Regions from separate parts of the Mus musculus genome. Here region 1 is linked to region 2. A link is a contact called in public Hi-C data. All regions are on one chromosome and are shown on one strand. Each heading gives the region's core, a stretch centred on a gene start, on an enhancer-like site or on the middle of the called end of the contact. The rest is flanking DNA. Distances are from core to core; before and after follow the strand shown.

Region 1 (7,720 bases), core at 689-3,188, 130 kb before region 2:
TTTTTACAGAAGAAAGGACCTCAGGTAAATGACAGCATGGTATTTCTTTAAAACACTTAGAATGTCTTATCTTCTCTCAAAAAGGGAATTAACTGAACTGGATGTGGCTCCAATAAACCAGTACTAAAAACCAGAGCAAAGCAAATGTCCTTCAGTGAAAGGCTGTGCTTGTCCATGGTATGGCTCCTTGGAAAACATCTAATACAGCTACTTAAAACGACATTGAACTTACATCTGTGGCCATTCTGTTACGGTTTTTTCCTTACCTTCTTCTCAGAGTGTTCAGATAAACCATCCTTCCTTTGACTCCAAGGCAATGCGGCTGAAATTTCTAGTACAAAGGCACTGACAGGGGGTGATAAAGCAGCGATTGTCCCAGGAATTCTGGCTCCACGTGGGTGAAGCATGAGGTCACAGCACTGTGATTTTGCAACTGGAGGAGGCAGGAGCCTCTGCAAAGCCTGACTCCATTTTCCCTCACTGTTAATTCCCTGCTCCTACCTGGAAAATTTTCTAATATGCTTCCTGAGAAAGTGGGTGCCTTCAATTGACTATGAAATATTCACCACGTTATGAAAAAGAATAATCTTGTTAGCTTGGTTTCAAGTAGACAAACCAATTGTATAGCTACCAGATTGAAGACAGGAGTAGATTAAATGGATTTTATCCAAGATATCTATTTTCTATTACAAAAAAATTAATTTCTGACTTGGTGGCATCTTCGATGTCATGCACTGCCTATTTTCTGCCCCCAAACCCGGAAAAAAAAAAAAAACCTTTTCTTTCTCTCTGCTTTCTTTTTTAAGGTGGAAATCATGCAGCTTTTCATAGATTTGTCTGCAAGGTCTTTCATAAAAGATTTTTTTCTTAGTTAAAAAAAGTGCACTGGAACTATCTCTATCTTAACCACTAGTCATCCTCATTGGAAACTCGATTCGCGGTGGGACTTAAGATCTTTTTATTTCTACTGGTGCGGCGATGACTTCATTGTTGGTTTTTTTTTTTTTTTTAACCAGCTGGGGAATCGTGTAAAGCAGAGCAGCGTCGGACTGGAGTAGAGTTGTGGTTTGCTGCTGCAGCCCCGGCCGCCACGGTTTGCACGCGTCCAGCTGCTGTGTAAGGAATCCTCGGGCTGCCAGTTCTTTGCTCTTAAGTCACCCCAGGGAATCGCAGGCTGCGAGATGAACGTGAATATGAATGTGTTTGCGCGCGCGTGCACGCACAGCTGCAACAGTTAGGAGCAGCAATGGACTTCAATATTAAAAAAAAAAAAAACCTACGACCGAGATGAGCCATCCTTCGTCCTTTATTTTCAAGTAGTGCCCGGGCTCCCGCCCGAAATGTGGTCCCCGCCCTCCACCCACTCCGCTCACTGGTCCCCAGAGAGGGAGGCTAGGATAGCTGCGCTGCAGGCAGGATTTCCCCTTTTTTTTCTACCGCAGTGACAGGTGGATTCCCGGGCCTCCTCACCCCCCTCAACCCCCGCATCCACCCCTCTCTCAGTCACGATCTCTCCCTCCCCTTATCCTATTCCTCCCTCATTTCCCCCTCCCCACGTAAGCTCGCAGCCTGAGCCCCGCCCCTCCCAGCCTAGCAGCCCAGGTTGCTAGGGCCTGGCAGGGCAACCAAACCTGGTGCCCCAGGAGGAGCATCGCGAGCGCGCATAAGCGCGTTCGTGTAGTAGAGGGCTAGAACAAGAAATCCTGGTTCTAGGATTTTGGGGGACTCGAGAACGAGCGGCGTGGGCGGGGCGCGCGAGCCCGAACTCGAGCACGAGCGCTTTCTCTTCATTGGCGCCTATTGGTAGGCGGGGCTAAGGCGGGACCTAGCGGAATGAGAGGAGTTTGCCGATTGGGCCAAATGGGCAGACGGGGGCGGTGCGATCATCAAATTAGGCTGCGCGTTCGCTCCGGCGAGAGGGCGGGGCCGGAGGTTTCGATTACTTGTCGCTGCCGCTAGGGAAGGTAAAGCGGTGACGGCGGCCGCGAGAGTGAAGGCTTCCCCGATAGAGGTGGGGGACTCGGCAGGGTGAGTAGTTGCGTCCGCCCGTCAGGCCGTCTCATGTTGGCCGTGTGTCCACTAGCTTGTCTTTAGAGAGGGAACCCAGTCGGTCCACTTAGGAGGGTAACAGAAGGGGTAGCAGCGCAGGTCCCTGCACAACCGGGAGACACGGTGAGGGAGTCCCAAGCTGGAGTCTCCCTCGGCGATCCACCACGAGTCTCTAGGGTCTTCCCGGAAGGGCTGGGGCTGGAATTTTTGGTGCCAAGAGACAGAGGGGGCTGTGCTAGACGTATGGTAGGTCGAGGTCGGACCCCGCGGGGCTCCCCTTTGCTGCAGGTCTGCGGTGTCCCCACCCCGCTGCCCCCGTGGCCAGGGCTCTCCGGGCTTGCAGCAAGGAAAGCCCTTTTCCGCTAGCGCCGAGGAGGGCCCCCCGAAACCCCCGCCCAAGTTCCCAGAGAGCCCGGGACCCGCCGGCAGCTACGACTCTCAGCCCTGGTCCTTCTGACCTTGGCTGCCCGGGAGGGTGGGCGAGCGCCCCGCCTGCAGCCCCGCAGGTTTCTGCCACCTTCCACAGGACAAGTTTCAGGCGTTACTGTGAAGTTCACGGCTGGCGTGCTGGCAGAGAAGCAGAAATTGACCTCTTCTCAGATCTTCCTACCCTTTGGACCTTCATAGAAATTGAATCCTGGGGTTTGGAACCATCTGCCAGAACGAACAGGTCCTCGCACTGACACGTTTTTCTGTTCTCTTCTCTTCTTTTCTTTTCTTTCTTTCTTTTTCTTTTGTGCCCACGTTGGGGTAAAAAATAACCTGGGCATATTTCAGTGTAAAAGCAGATCTTTCTTGGGGGTTTTGATTTTTCGCTTCACTTGAGTTAGGCATGGCACAGATGCTTGGATAAGAAAAGCCTGACCTTAGTCAGGCTAGACAGACTAGAAGGATGCTGTGATATTTAAATAGTTGCAGATCAGTATTCTGTTAACACAATTATTTTTAATTGGCTGAAATTTAAGCTGATTTTAGAAAGTATTGACACAGAATAATTTCTTTCCGCGCATCTGATTTAGGCTTGTTTGAACGTAATGGTTATGTAGGCAGTATAAAAGATTACACAAATTAATTTGTCTGAGAGTATTTGACTGGAAAAAAGAGGCATAAATATGTATAGAATATAGGATTAGGGTTTTAGGTAACATCTGCTGGAACACTTCCAGCTTGTTTGTTTCTTGCTGTAGGGTTACAAAAAAGACATTTTGACTGAGACACTTTGGAATTTATAGACTGCATAACATTTAGATGTAAATTCGTTTTTAATTCCTTTAAGTGTATTAAAATGTTTCAGTAAAATGCAGAACGGGTGTGTTTTCTTATCCCTGTATATCTGGCGTTGAAGGGGGAGTATGATCTTACATTTAACAACCCAACTAAGATTCATTAATAATAAAAACATAAAAGGCCTACCCCCATCTTTCTGAGAATGAAGATTTAAGTACCTAACGAGCCTTTTCCTTATTAAAAGAACTATTTTGGGTTGGAGCTTTTTTGGCGTTGATGCTGGAATGGGAGTAAGGAAGCCTGCAGCAGTATTACCAGTTTGACACCACCAGTGGGTGTTTCTGTTGACAAATGCCGAGAGGAGAACAGTTGAAAAGGAAATCTTTTTTGGGTGGTGGGATGGGGTGGGGTAAGGAGGGGAGGTGAGGGGAGAAGGAGCCAGAAGAGAGAAGCTGTAAAACTAAAGCTGCCAACACTGTGTGTGCTGGGCTTTGCACAAGTACAGGGCAACCTAATTAGGGAGAAGAATACCATTTGGCTGCATTAAAGACTAGAACTCCAAAAGAGGCATACTAAATAAAGTTAACCATTCCAAGAGTGTTTACTAATCCACCATGTCTGAGTACTTGGGAAGAGGGCTTCTCTTCTGGAAAGGGCATCAAATTCTTTTGAATTGGCTTGTCTTTTGAACATAGTCAGTGCAGTGGTTCATTTGTTAGGTAGAAATAGAAAGAGTTTACTGTCCTCATTGTATGGATTTAGCAGAGCTCCTAAGCCTATTTTTTTTTTAAAAATATAATAAAAAGAACTTGGTATGTTAGAAAAAATATTCAGAAATAAAATTTCTTCCCCAGGGAGGCATTATTTTTATCACTGCTTAGTCTTATATTAATGCCTTAGGGACTCCTTAAGCACCCCTGTCAGGGTTCTGATTTTGTTGTTTATGCAAGGGTCTTGGAGTTACTTAAATCAGGGATACAGCTAGTATGCTCCCTGAGGTGGTTTTTTTTTTTTTAAGGTTTCCATTGAGAGAAATTGCAGGGACATCTCATATAAATGAAGAATAGAAGGTTGACTGATTGTGAATTAAATGCATTGTGTTCCAGATAGTCTACATCTAAGAAGAACCAGACTTTACATGGCATTTTCTGTTTTGAAGGTGTAATATTCTTACACTACAAACCTTCAGTACAGAGGTGGAAAAATCCCTCTAAGTATGCATTTTCCCCCAACCTGTTTCTCCACACTGGCTAGGAATCTATGAGAGACTCTCAGCCACAGTTGCATTGTTGAAAACGACAGCAGCTCCTCTTGCAGGGTGATTTACATTTCCGTTTACTTTATAATAGAACATTGAGCTGTAGCTGAGATATAAGCTTGTAGGAAATTTGTAAAGAAGTGAGCTGGGGAATATTTTCTTATCTGTTAACATTTTCACCCTTTTCTTCCATTTTCACAGCATTGGTGGTGATCTCCTTTATTTTAATAGGATTTTAATGTTTGGCTGTTCAAAAGTGTGCTAATATGAAATTTTATTTTTGGCAGTTAGTGTGAGAGTATGATACTCTAGTATAACAAATTGATGTCAAATAATAACATGAGTCATTTAAAATGAACAAAGCAGTCCACTTGCATAGATCTGAAATAGGAGGAAGATCTTTTATATAACTCTTTAGTACAACACCAGCAAGATTTGAGATATTTAGTTGTTTTCTGATTCAAAAAGATTTTTTATTCAGAATCAGATAACTTTAGATCTTAAAGTTTTATTTTTGGCAACATCAAATTTCTTGACAGAGGAGAAGATAAAATGTCAAAGGTCGCTCACCAGCTGATAATTGTGTCAGGACCACATATTTCAAATTAAAAAAATAATGCAAAATCAAGACATTTAGAACTGGAGCTGTAACTCAGGCAGAGTCCGTGGCTTTGAATTGGCTCCTTACAGAGGCAAGTGGGAAGGTAGTCTGCATTTAAGCTCTCTGTATGAGCATCCACTTTGCTTTCAATCTTAAAATCTTTCCTTTTTGTTTTTTTCATTTTTTTGATAATTAATTTTTTTAGCATTTGGATTTTTGTTTTTTATTTTCTTGAGATAGGGTCTCATTTTTAATTCAGGCTTTCTTGGAACTAACAGTGTAGCCCAAGGTGGCCTGGAACTTGTGGCAATCCTCTTGCCTCGGCTTCCCAGGTGCTGGGATATGTTTGGTCTAGATTTAACATTTTGATATTTTTTTTTTTAGAAATTCCCCTTTATATGCAGCAGTGCATGCATTAGTGAATTATTTAAATGTGGAGTCTCATTTCTCATTTAAGTTTATACACTTCTTCATATGGAGATATGAATTTGGGAAGCATTTCCATCAGTGCATATGAAAACTGAGACAGAGGATTTTCTACCTACAGAGATATTTAACATTTAAATATTTCAGATTTGGGAATTAACAGAAAATTATTTATTAGATTAAAAGGACTAGGCTCTTGGAAATCTGTTGTCAATACATTGAATTAAGCCGTTTCACGTAAAGATATTTGTTTTGGGGGTAGTTCTCATCAGACGTTTTGGGTGCAGCCTCTCTTTTGTATATAGTCTGCTCTGTAATTTTCATAATGCTACATCCATTGACCACTATTGAATATCAGATGCTATGGCAAATTATTTATTCACGTGCATGCATGTGTACTCACAGCCTATCTCATATACATGTCAGACGAGCTCAGAAATAATTTGCACATATTAGCTAGCTAGTCAGCAGAAGAGGCAAAATTGCCATCCAAACCGGTCTGACTTGAAATTGTGCTTTTCCAAGCCCTGCTTTCTGCTTCTTTTAAAGAGTGTGGTTCCTTAAGCCTGTTTTGAATTCATTGTGTACATTGTGCCTGGGGAGTCCTGGAGGTACACATTTGCTTCCTGGGTTGATGGGCCTCATTGGCAAGGCTGCCTAGACTCTTGCGACATGGTGGACTAGACTAGATCCATCAAAACTGCTGGTTAGGACAACCCAGAAGTATAGACTTTTTGCAAATACCTTGGTTTGAGTATTTCATAAATGAAAGTTGTACATATAATTATGTATGTCTAAAATGAGATAATTGTTTCAATCATGTGTGTCCAAAATGAGATAATTGTTTCTAGTTAAACACTTGGTGCTTCATGTTTCTGCATATTCATTATAGGCTTACATTGGCTGATTAAATTTACTAATAAAGATTATGTAGATAAAGTAATAAATAAAGATTTAGTAATAAAGATTATGAAGATATCCTTTGAATTCAGTTTTATCTTTGTAGGTATGTGTTGCTAGGGTATTGCACATTCTAGGCAAGCCCTCTACTATTAGCTACATTCCTAATAGTATCCTCCTAATCCCACTTTTCTTCCCCATTAAAGGAACTCACCTTTTGTATTCCAGACAAGACTTGAACAATCTTTTCCTGTCTTGATGAAGAATTCTGCCTGGAGCTGCAATTTACAGGCCTGAAATTCCAGGCCTGGCTAGGTATATGCTTGAAGTGGCAGCTATTACGATTTCCAGATGGATATCTTTTCAGTAATTATAATGACTTAAGTAAAATAAAACTGAGAGGTAAAGTTTAAACAGGTACATTGTTCTTGTTTCTTTTTTTTTTTTAAATTATCTTATGTATTTGAGTACACTGTAGCTGTCTTCAGACACACCAGAAGAGGGCATCGGATCCCATTACAGATGGTTGTGAGCCACCATGTGGTTGCTGGGAAATGAACTCAGGACCTCTGGAAAAGCAGTCAGTGTTCTTAACCACTGAGCCATCTCCCCAGCCCTTGTTCTTATTCTTTAATTTTTTTTAATTTTCGTGTATATGTGTGTAGGTATCCAAGAGGCTGGAAGAGGGTGTCTAGATTCTTTGGAACTGAAGTTATAGGAAGTTTTAACTGCCTGATATGGTGCTAGGAATTGAACTCTGGTCTTCTGGAAGAACAGAGCAGCAAGCCCTCCCAACCCCTGAGCCATTTCTCTGACCCCCCCCCGCCCCCGTTCTTGTTCTTGTATCTTAATACATAGAGATTGACCTCTAATGAAATATTTGCTCTTGAAAGCAGAATTGTGGGGCTGAGTTGTAGGCCTTTCAGTGGGGTGCTTGTCTAACTTCCACAGAGCCCTGAGTTGGATCCTTAGCTCCACATACACAGGAGGTGGAAGAGAGATCTGTAATCTCTAGCATTCAGGAGGCACCAAGCTCTAGCCCTTCATAAAGTGTGTGTGGTGGCATATGCCGAGAATCCTAGTACTTGGGAAGATTAGATCATCAAAGTCACTCTTGGCTACGCAGTGAGTTTAAAGCCAGCCATAAGATGCTATTATTTTTATTATTATCATTATTATTATTTTAGAAAAGGTAATTTTCTAGGTAATACTTTGTGTGTGGTAGTAGTAGTAGTAGTGATGATGATGATGATGAAGAA
Region 2 (7,493 bases), core at 2,241-4,740:
ATACCACCTAAATCCCTCTGTTCAACTTAGGTTGAATGTGACTCTGAGTCCATGTCCCCAGAGAAAATTAGCTATCCATTTTAGATGTCAGTTATTTATGAACAGAAGAAATTAGCACAGATAGCACACAAGGATTATCTCAACTCATGGTGATTTGGGGAGGGGAGGATGGAGGATGCTTGTTTTCATGCAGTGTGCTATGGCTCCCAATGCTTTGCTCCTTTTTGCTTGTTTTAGAAGCATGTGTGTCGGTGGAGTGTGCGTTACTTTTCTCCATCATCTCATTATTTACTACCACACTTTTCACTGTCCATGGTAGGCTAGAAACCTTAAAAGTACTCACAGAAAGAAAATTATAGCATGTTCCAAGTAATGGTGAGTGCTTAGTGTGCTTGCACTTTGGGAATTAAGCACTTCACTTCTTGCCTGTTCCCAATCATTACAGTCTTAATGCATAAGGTTATTACTTATGGCTGGCATAAAGAGCCTCATTTTCATAAAAGGCAGCTCAAATGAGGTTGTGTTGGCACACTACACCCTAAGTGATGTTATTGTGTGTACCTCCAACCCCCAGCCCATTTGTGTGTGTGTGTGTGTGTTCCTGACAATTGAACTTAGGACTTGCACTTGCTCAGAAAGCACTCTACCACATAGGTATATTCCAGGCCCTCTTTTTTATTTTATTTTATTTTATTTTATTTTATTTTATTTTATTTTATTTTTTGTTTGGAGACAGCTTTTCAGGACATTGTCCAGGCTGGCCTTGGACTTGGAATCCTCCTGCTATAGCCATCTAAGTAGCCACGATTACAAAGTGCCACCAACCTAGTTCACTGTATGCTTCCTTTCAAAGAATTACTTATTTTCTTTCTCTCTTTATAAACATTCAGAATCCATTATGATTTTATAACTCCACTGTTAGGTGGAGCTAGTATATATGAATGGTATATTTTATCAGCTACCAAAAATCAGTGAGGCTCAGGTTTATAATCAGAAAGACTTTGGCTAGAGAGATGGCTCAGTTGTTAAAGTCTAGACTCAAACCAGAAAGACTTCAGTGAAAAAAAAATTACAGATTATTAGATGTATTTACTGATGAAAAAGTTTATAATCAGAAATACTTTACTGAGAAAAATCATAAATGATTAGGTTTAGTTACTGATGAAAGTGTAACTGCTTTGCCTAGAGTTGCATGTTGCAGCATGAATTGCTTAAAAGACAGAATCCAAAGTCTAGCTCTCCAGCTCTTTTCTGGTGTTCCTTCCATAATTGCTATTTTAATTTGGACATACCAAGGCCACCTTATCTATTAGCACAATGAAACTGTCCCAACTTGCTAATTAGACACAACACTGTATTTTTGTTTGCTTTTTAAATGCCCAGTGTGCCCAAGCATTTGATTAGAGAAGAAACGCCAGCTGTATCTACTTAGTAACCTTGTAACTCCACTCCATATAGCTTAGTGATCCTGTTACAGATTTTGTATGTAGACACATATACTGTTGGCCCTAAGTACTATTAGTTTTCTGGATTCCCCATTTTCATAGTCTAGAAACATTCAGGGTCAGAGATGAGTAAGGGGAAATAAATTCTGTCTTTCACATTACCTCCCAACTAGCCCTTTCAAAGTTTTCAAAAGAAAAATTGAAATTACTCTACTCCGAACTGAGAAGACAGAGTTTATTTGTTGGGCATATTGTTGGGCATCTCTTACCTGGTTCCCACATCTGAAGTTGGGGAGAGCTAGGCATATAGATCTCTTCCTGGGCCCAGCGCAAGCATTCATAACAGGAAGTTGTGAGTATTTCCAGTTCTGCCAAGTTGAATGTATGTTGGACAGAAGAGCTTAGTCAGTAAGCAGCCTCAATCCCAATCCAAAGGTCCAAAGTGTGAAGTGTATCCAGATTTACTTGTTGAGGGCTTGTCTGATTCTATAAGTAGGAAATTTCATACTTGACTTTATGTAATATCTTGGAGTCAAAAAATAAGCACATTGAAAACATTGTATAAAGTTGTCTTCCATGATATGGATATATGAAATGTAAATGAATTTTGTATTTGAATTTGAATCCAAATCCCAGGAGATTATTATTACACACAGCTCGCTTGCTCTCTCTCTCTCTCCGTATGTATGTGTGTGTGTGTGCTCTCTCTCTCTCTCTCTCTCTCTCTCATGTACTTACTTATTTCATAATCGAATTTCTAAAATGTTAGACACTCCTTGGTCACAAGCATTTCAGTTCAGGGACACTCCACTTGTAGCAAGGAAACTGATGAGCTGTTCCGTGACAAGAGAGCCCTGTATATTGTGGTAAGGAATGGGATGGGAAGGAGTTGTCTACTTATAGGGTCTGATAAATCCCCTTGCGGCATGAAATTTTACAACAAAACAGTGAAAACCTGAAAGAACTAGTGCCATCAAGAGCCAGGGTAGAAGACTGAAGGTACCGAGCTTAGAAAACAGGTGAAATGGCCCTCTGCTGACAAAGGTTAGGGCTGTTATTGCAACTGAAAGATTAAGATGAGAGAGACATGAAATTGGCATCCTGATATAGTTTCTGATGGAGGTTGGTGCCTTAGTGGCTGGACCACTATAGTAGTCAAGAGCAGAATTTTTGCACAGCAACATCCACAACCTTTCAAACCTGTGTTCCAGCAACCTCCAATGCTTTTCTGGCTGAAGAGTGCCTCATTCATGTAACCAGGTCACAAAGAAGTAGTGACTTTATGTTTCCTGGTTGTCATCGATCCACCAGTTCCACAAAGCCCTGTTTCTACCAACCTCTTCTTTAAACTCATTTTGAAGGGAGCTGAATGTGGGGGCTAGATAGAAAATCAGCTAATAAGCAGTCCTTACTCTGCATTTAGAATCTTTCCCTTCCCTCATCATGACCCCCAGTCAGCTTTTCCCCTTTTGGGTGCCTTTGGTAAAAAGCATGTTTTCTTCAAAGCCATAGGTGTTCTTGTCTTTGTCCCAGAACTTCCAGTTTCTTTCGTTTCAGACTTAAAGGCATGCCCGTATTTGAGGTCCCCACAACATAATCTCAACAAGCCTGGATTCTGGCCCCTAACCAAAGCCTGAGACCAAATGTGTTTTAGAATTCATCATTTTGAAGTTTTAGAATGGAAATATGGCACTCTACATAGCACTCTGTAATCAAGGCATTTTTCTATAGCCTAGACTATGAATATTCATATTAAGTGGGTTAAACAAAGAACATAAATAGTCTCATATCAATTCCATGATCCCTCTGAATGAATTTGTCACAAACTTAGAAGGGGTTTAGTTTTCCAACTAGGGATTTTAGAATTATGAGCCTGTACTCTTGAGCATACATATTAAAAACACACTACTTAGAATTTCTCAGTTACCTCTTAAACTATCATAAGTAGACAATTAAAGTAAAATCCTAGCTTCTTGCTTGTCTGCCCATTAATGTGGCTTCTGTCTCGCCTCCCTGTCCATGGAGGATATCACAAGTGAAATTGATGGTATGGAAGGGCAGATACTGGTACAGCACAGGATCTCTATCCCAGAACAGCTATACCATCTGTGATAAACAGATGGAGATGCCATGGGAAGGCAGCAGGAACCCACAGCAGCTTCTGTTCAGAGAAATAAGGCACTCTTAAGAATTTCCTATGATTTGACCATGAACTGCGGCGTCACAGATACCTGATGCACAGCCTGTGCTCACTGAGGCCATTCGCAAGCAAGCCTGAAAAAAATGAAATATTCTTTTTAAGACAAAACTTGAAGCTAACCTTAGGACATGAAGTGCTACACATACTGGACACAAAGCTTCCAGCACACATTGATGGGGTTGGCTCTCATAACCCTTTTAAACAGTTTCTTCCCCAACACAGAATGTTAGAACCAAAATGATGATGAATTCATGTGCTATGTCTATAAATCTGTGGTTTGATACAACAAAAAGGAAAATAAAATGCAAGCAAAAAAATGGGTTTGATGTGTTCAAGGAAACCTTTTCTTTGTTGTGTGTTTTGTTTGGGGTTCTTTGGGTACCTTATAGCATAGGCTGGCCTGGAACTTACCATCCCCAGCCTCAACCTCCTGAGTGCTGGAATTATTATAGGTCTGCACTAAGTCTTTTCTTTAAATTTTGTTTGTTTGTTTTCTTTCTCTTACCATGAAAATGTGTTAATATTCTATCTGTGAACATCTTAAGTAGATGATGTTGTCAATGGTCTTAAAATTCTTTGAACGGTACTTTTGAAAGCTTTCATTTATTTTCTTTCTTCACTGCTGTCTATATTCTAGAAAATGAAGAAGTCAAGGAGACGACCTTACGAGAGCTTAAAATGCTTCGCACTCTCAAGCAGGAAAACATTGTGGAGCTGAAGGAAGCTTTTCGTCGGAGAGGAAAATTATACCTGGTGTTTGAATATGTTGAGAAGGTAAGTCCTGAATGAATAGCCAGCATGCAGCCTCACCTGTTTTTTTCTGTTGTTTCTGACCTGAGTGAAGAGTGTAGTATTACTTAGTATGCCCTATCGGTGTACCCATAATCTGAGGGTATTAAATATGAAATTATCTTCCGTAGTCATTAGATGTCCTGAAATAGATTTAGGGATTTGATACAAGTTCGATGCATTCAGATGCTCTTGTTAAACAACTTCTGAAGTCTTAGACTCTATAAACAACAAGTGGTTTTCCGATTAGATTTACTTCAATTAAACATGAACAATGTCTCTGTGGGAGAAATAGGTGAATGGGCAGTATGATAAAGGACGGCAGGGTACACATCTGTCCTGGCAAGCAGGAGCTAGATCCTTCAGTCAGACCTAGGATGCTGAATGAAGAAAGCAGACGCAGTCTTTTAAGAACGGCCAGCATTCTAGCTTTCGTCGGGGAATTGTAAGGCAAGGCCTGAAGCGGCTGTTAAGAATACTAGAAAGCACTTTTAAAAGGATAACTCATTAATGAACATTTTAATATTGTGACCTAGGGGCAAAAGGTTAACTGCCTCAGAATTCCTTAAAGCACAGCTGACTGTGAGCAGCTGATTTTAGCTGCTTACATTAGGAGAGACTGCAATCAGAGGAGCCTGTTGAAGGGTTTGTTGCTATGTGAATAGGGGACTTCTGAAGTGTGCGTGCACAGCACAGATTAAGCCGGAGAGGCTTCTGTTTGCTGTGCATCAGTCCCCTGGTGAGTCTTAGGACATACGGGGCAAGAAAGCAATGGTTTGAAGAACGCTGGCTGGTCATGTGACTTTGATTTCATTCACCATTTACCCAGTATCTTTTAAATGAACAGCACAAAATAATGCCTACTAACACAATTTAAAATATATAGGACTCTTATTTTATTTCTAATATTTCTTTATTAAAAATAATTTTATATAACATGTTCTGATCGTGAGCTTTTTCTCCCTCAACCCCTCCCAGCTCCTCCCCTCCTCCTCATCCACCCAACTCCATGCCCTCTTTCCCTCTCTTTAAGAAACAAACGGGCGAGCACTAACAAGAACAACAGAAGTTTAAAAAGAAGGAATGTACACATATACACACATACACAAACCCAAGACCCATAAAAATATAAAATTAGAAACCATAATTTACAACCAAAAGACCAGTAAGAAAAAAAAAATGGCTAAACAAAGCAATACTGAGTAAAAAGTCTACAAAAATACCATTGAGTTCATTGGTGTTGGCAATCTACTGCTGGGCCTGGGGCCTACCCTTAAATGTGGTTAATATACCCAAAAAAGGCTCTGTCATTGTAAACCAGTTATTATATGCTACTTCTCTAAAATCTGTTTCTCTGTGTTTGTTTTGGTATTTCCCTATCAAAATAAAACCTTAAAAAATGGTTGTTTAAGAAAAATATTGCTGTACTAAGGTTACGGAAAGAAATCAGATTATGTTTATTTTCTAGTTAGCACAAATATGTGTGCAGTTTTCAGCTCTCCCTGGCGATGAAATTTGTCACATCTAGTATTTCACTTTGTCTTTTTTATTTCTGTTGTGTTCGTGGTGGTGGTTTGTAATAAATAACACTTTAGTATATCAACTAGAGATATCTCCTCTGTATATTCATGTTCTCTGGGAGAAGCAATTTGACATGCCTGAGTTCTCTCTGCTCACAAAGGGCGATGCTGCAGCCAGTATTATAATTTTCTGACACCGAGGCCTGGGCTGCTTTCTCTGCCCCTGTGATTCTTGAATGGAAGTTAACCATCACACATGCCCACCAGTGGCAGTGCCTGGCAATCTACAGTGAGTCCCAGGAGTATAAGGAGAAAGATGCTCAAACAAAATTGGGAGTTGTTAACTGAGACCCACAATGGCAGTGCCTTAAACAAAATAGGAATTTCTATCTTCTTCACAAACATAGACAACAGGAGCTAGCACAGGACTGAAAGGCAACTCTCTGCTCCTTTGTCTGTAGTGTCAACCCAAGCTGTCACATCCAGTTAGCTAGTATATAGTGACATGGTCACACTTGGCTGCAAGACAGAAAGGAAATGTACCCGTCATTCTGAGTATTTAAATCTGTGGTTGAAAATTGTATTCCCTATAGAATAATGAAAGGTGGCTGGAGGGTAATAGTCTCTCTGCCACTTAGGAACCTTGAGTAGAACATGAGCTGAGAGCATCATCTTTTCTGGACCATTCAGCTCTCTGTGCTCCCTTGTTCTTGGCATCTCCTGCATATCTGTTCATTGAAAAAGTGCAATTAGCATAGCGATTTTTTAAAGCTGAAAACATTCTTTCAACATTTTATTTTAACTGAAACCATAAATATACATCGAATCCTCTCTAGAGATTGGTTGAGGTGTTTTGCATATTGATCTTCTGATTAACGCTCTTATTGGCCTTTGTTGCATATGACATGCCCATAAATGCATCTTTAAATTGGAGCAAAGGCTCCAAAACCTGGAGAGCAGTCTCCATGCAAAACCTGTCAGTATTTATGCTTATCAGTGCCAGCACCTGTTCCTTACCAGTGCTGTATGTATGCCTCTCACCGTTGACATGCATTTTATGCCTCTCTTTTGTTGTGTATTTCCAAACTATTAAACACGATTTACATGTGCACAGCAACTCTCTTTTTAAAGAAACCTTATTTCAGTGGTTGATAATGATACTTAATTATATTGATTGTTGGGAGCCTTCACAACTTCTATGGTGGGTTTTATCTAGTAGTGTTTCTCATATTAGACAAAGTTGAGCAGCGTAAAAAAATACTTGTTTGGAGCTAGAGTTGTAGCTCAGTGGTAGAATGCTTCCCTAGCGATGCAAAACTAAAACAACAAATAACAGCAAGCCCAATAAGGTTAACATAAATGGATTGCGCCTCAGTTCTTTAATAATGAAAATGAAACAGCACAGAATGGCTAGGACAGCCTGCTTCTCTGCACCCAGTGAGGACAGCAGCCATGGTTCAGATGGCATATGTGCAATAGAAGGACTCTGTATATTCTTCAGTTAACTTGTAGATTTCTTTAAAAACAAACAAACAAACA

The links. Hi-C and Micro-C count contacts between places; a contact is called where the count stands out from the background.
Region 1: a contact with region 2 is called in a Hi-C map of cerebellum, with 1.5 times the contacts expected there. The contact joins the promoter of Cdkl5 here to the enhancer-like site in region 2. A contact is called at or near these places in 3 of 39 promoter capture datasets (the 3T3-L1 cell line and liver), 4 of 484 Hi-C or Micro-C datasets (brain, cerebellum, cerebral cortex and 1 more), 3 of 115 datasets of contacts at active chromatin or transcription factors (VIP interneurons, forebrain and neural progenitor cells) and 2 of 9 other capture datasets (adipose tissue and pancreatic islet).

What each region holds. Positions count from the first base shown.
Region 1 is chrX:160,988,899-160,996,618 of GRCm38.p6, reverse strand. It overlaps Cdkl5 (cyclin-dependent kinase-like 5), which reads left to right and starts at 1,938. Exons shown (of 19, transcript NM_001024624.2): 1 at 1,938-2,028.
Region 2 is chrX:160,862,843-160,870,335 of GRCm38.p6, reverse strand. It overlaps Cdkl5 (cyclin-dependent kinase-like 5), which reads left to right. Exons shown (of 19, transcript NM_001024624.2): 5 at 4,283-4,419. Among named protein-coding and RNA genes, the nearest start is that of Gja6, 40 kb to the left of the region's middle. Within about 2 kb of position 3,490, at least 4 of the 459 cell types and tissues checked have an H3K27ac peak or open chromatin away from gene starts, as enhancers often do. A contact at or near this core is called in cerebellum, where this site is marked.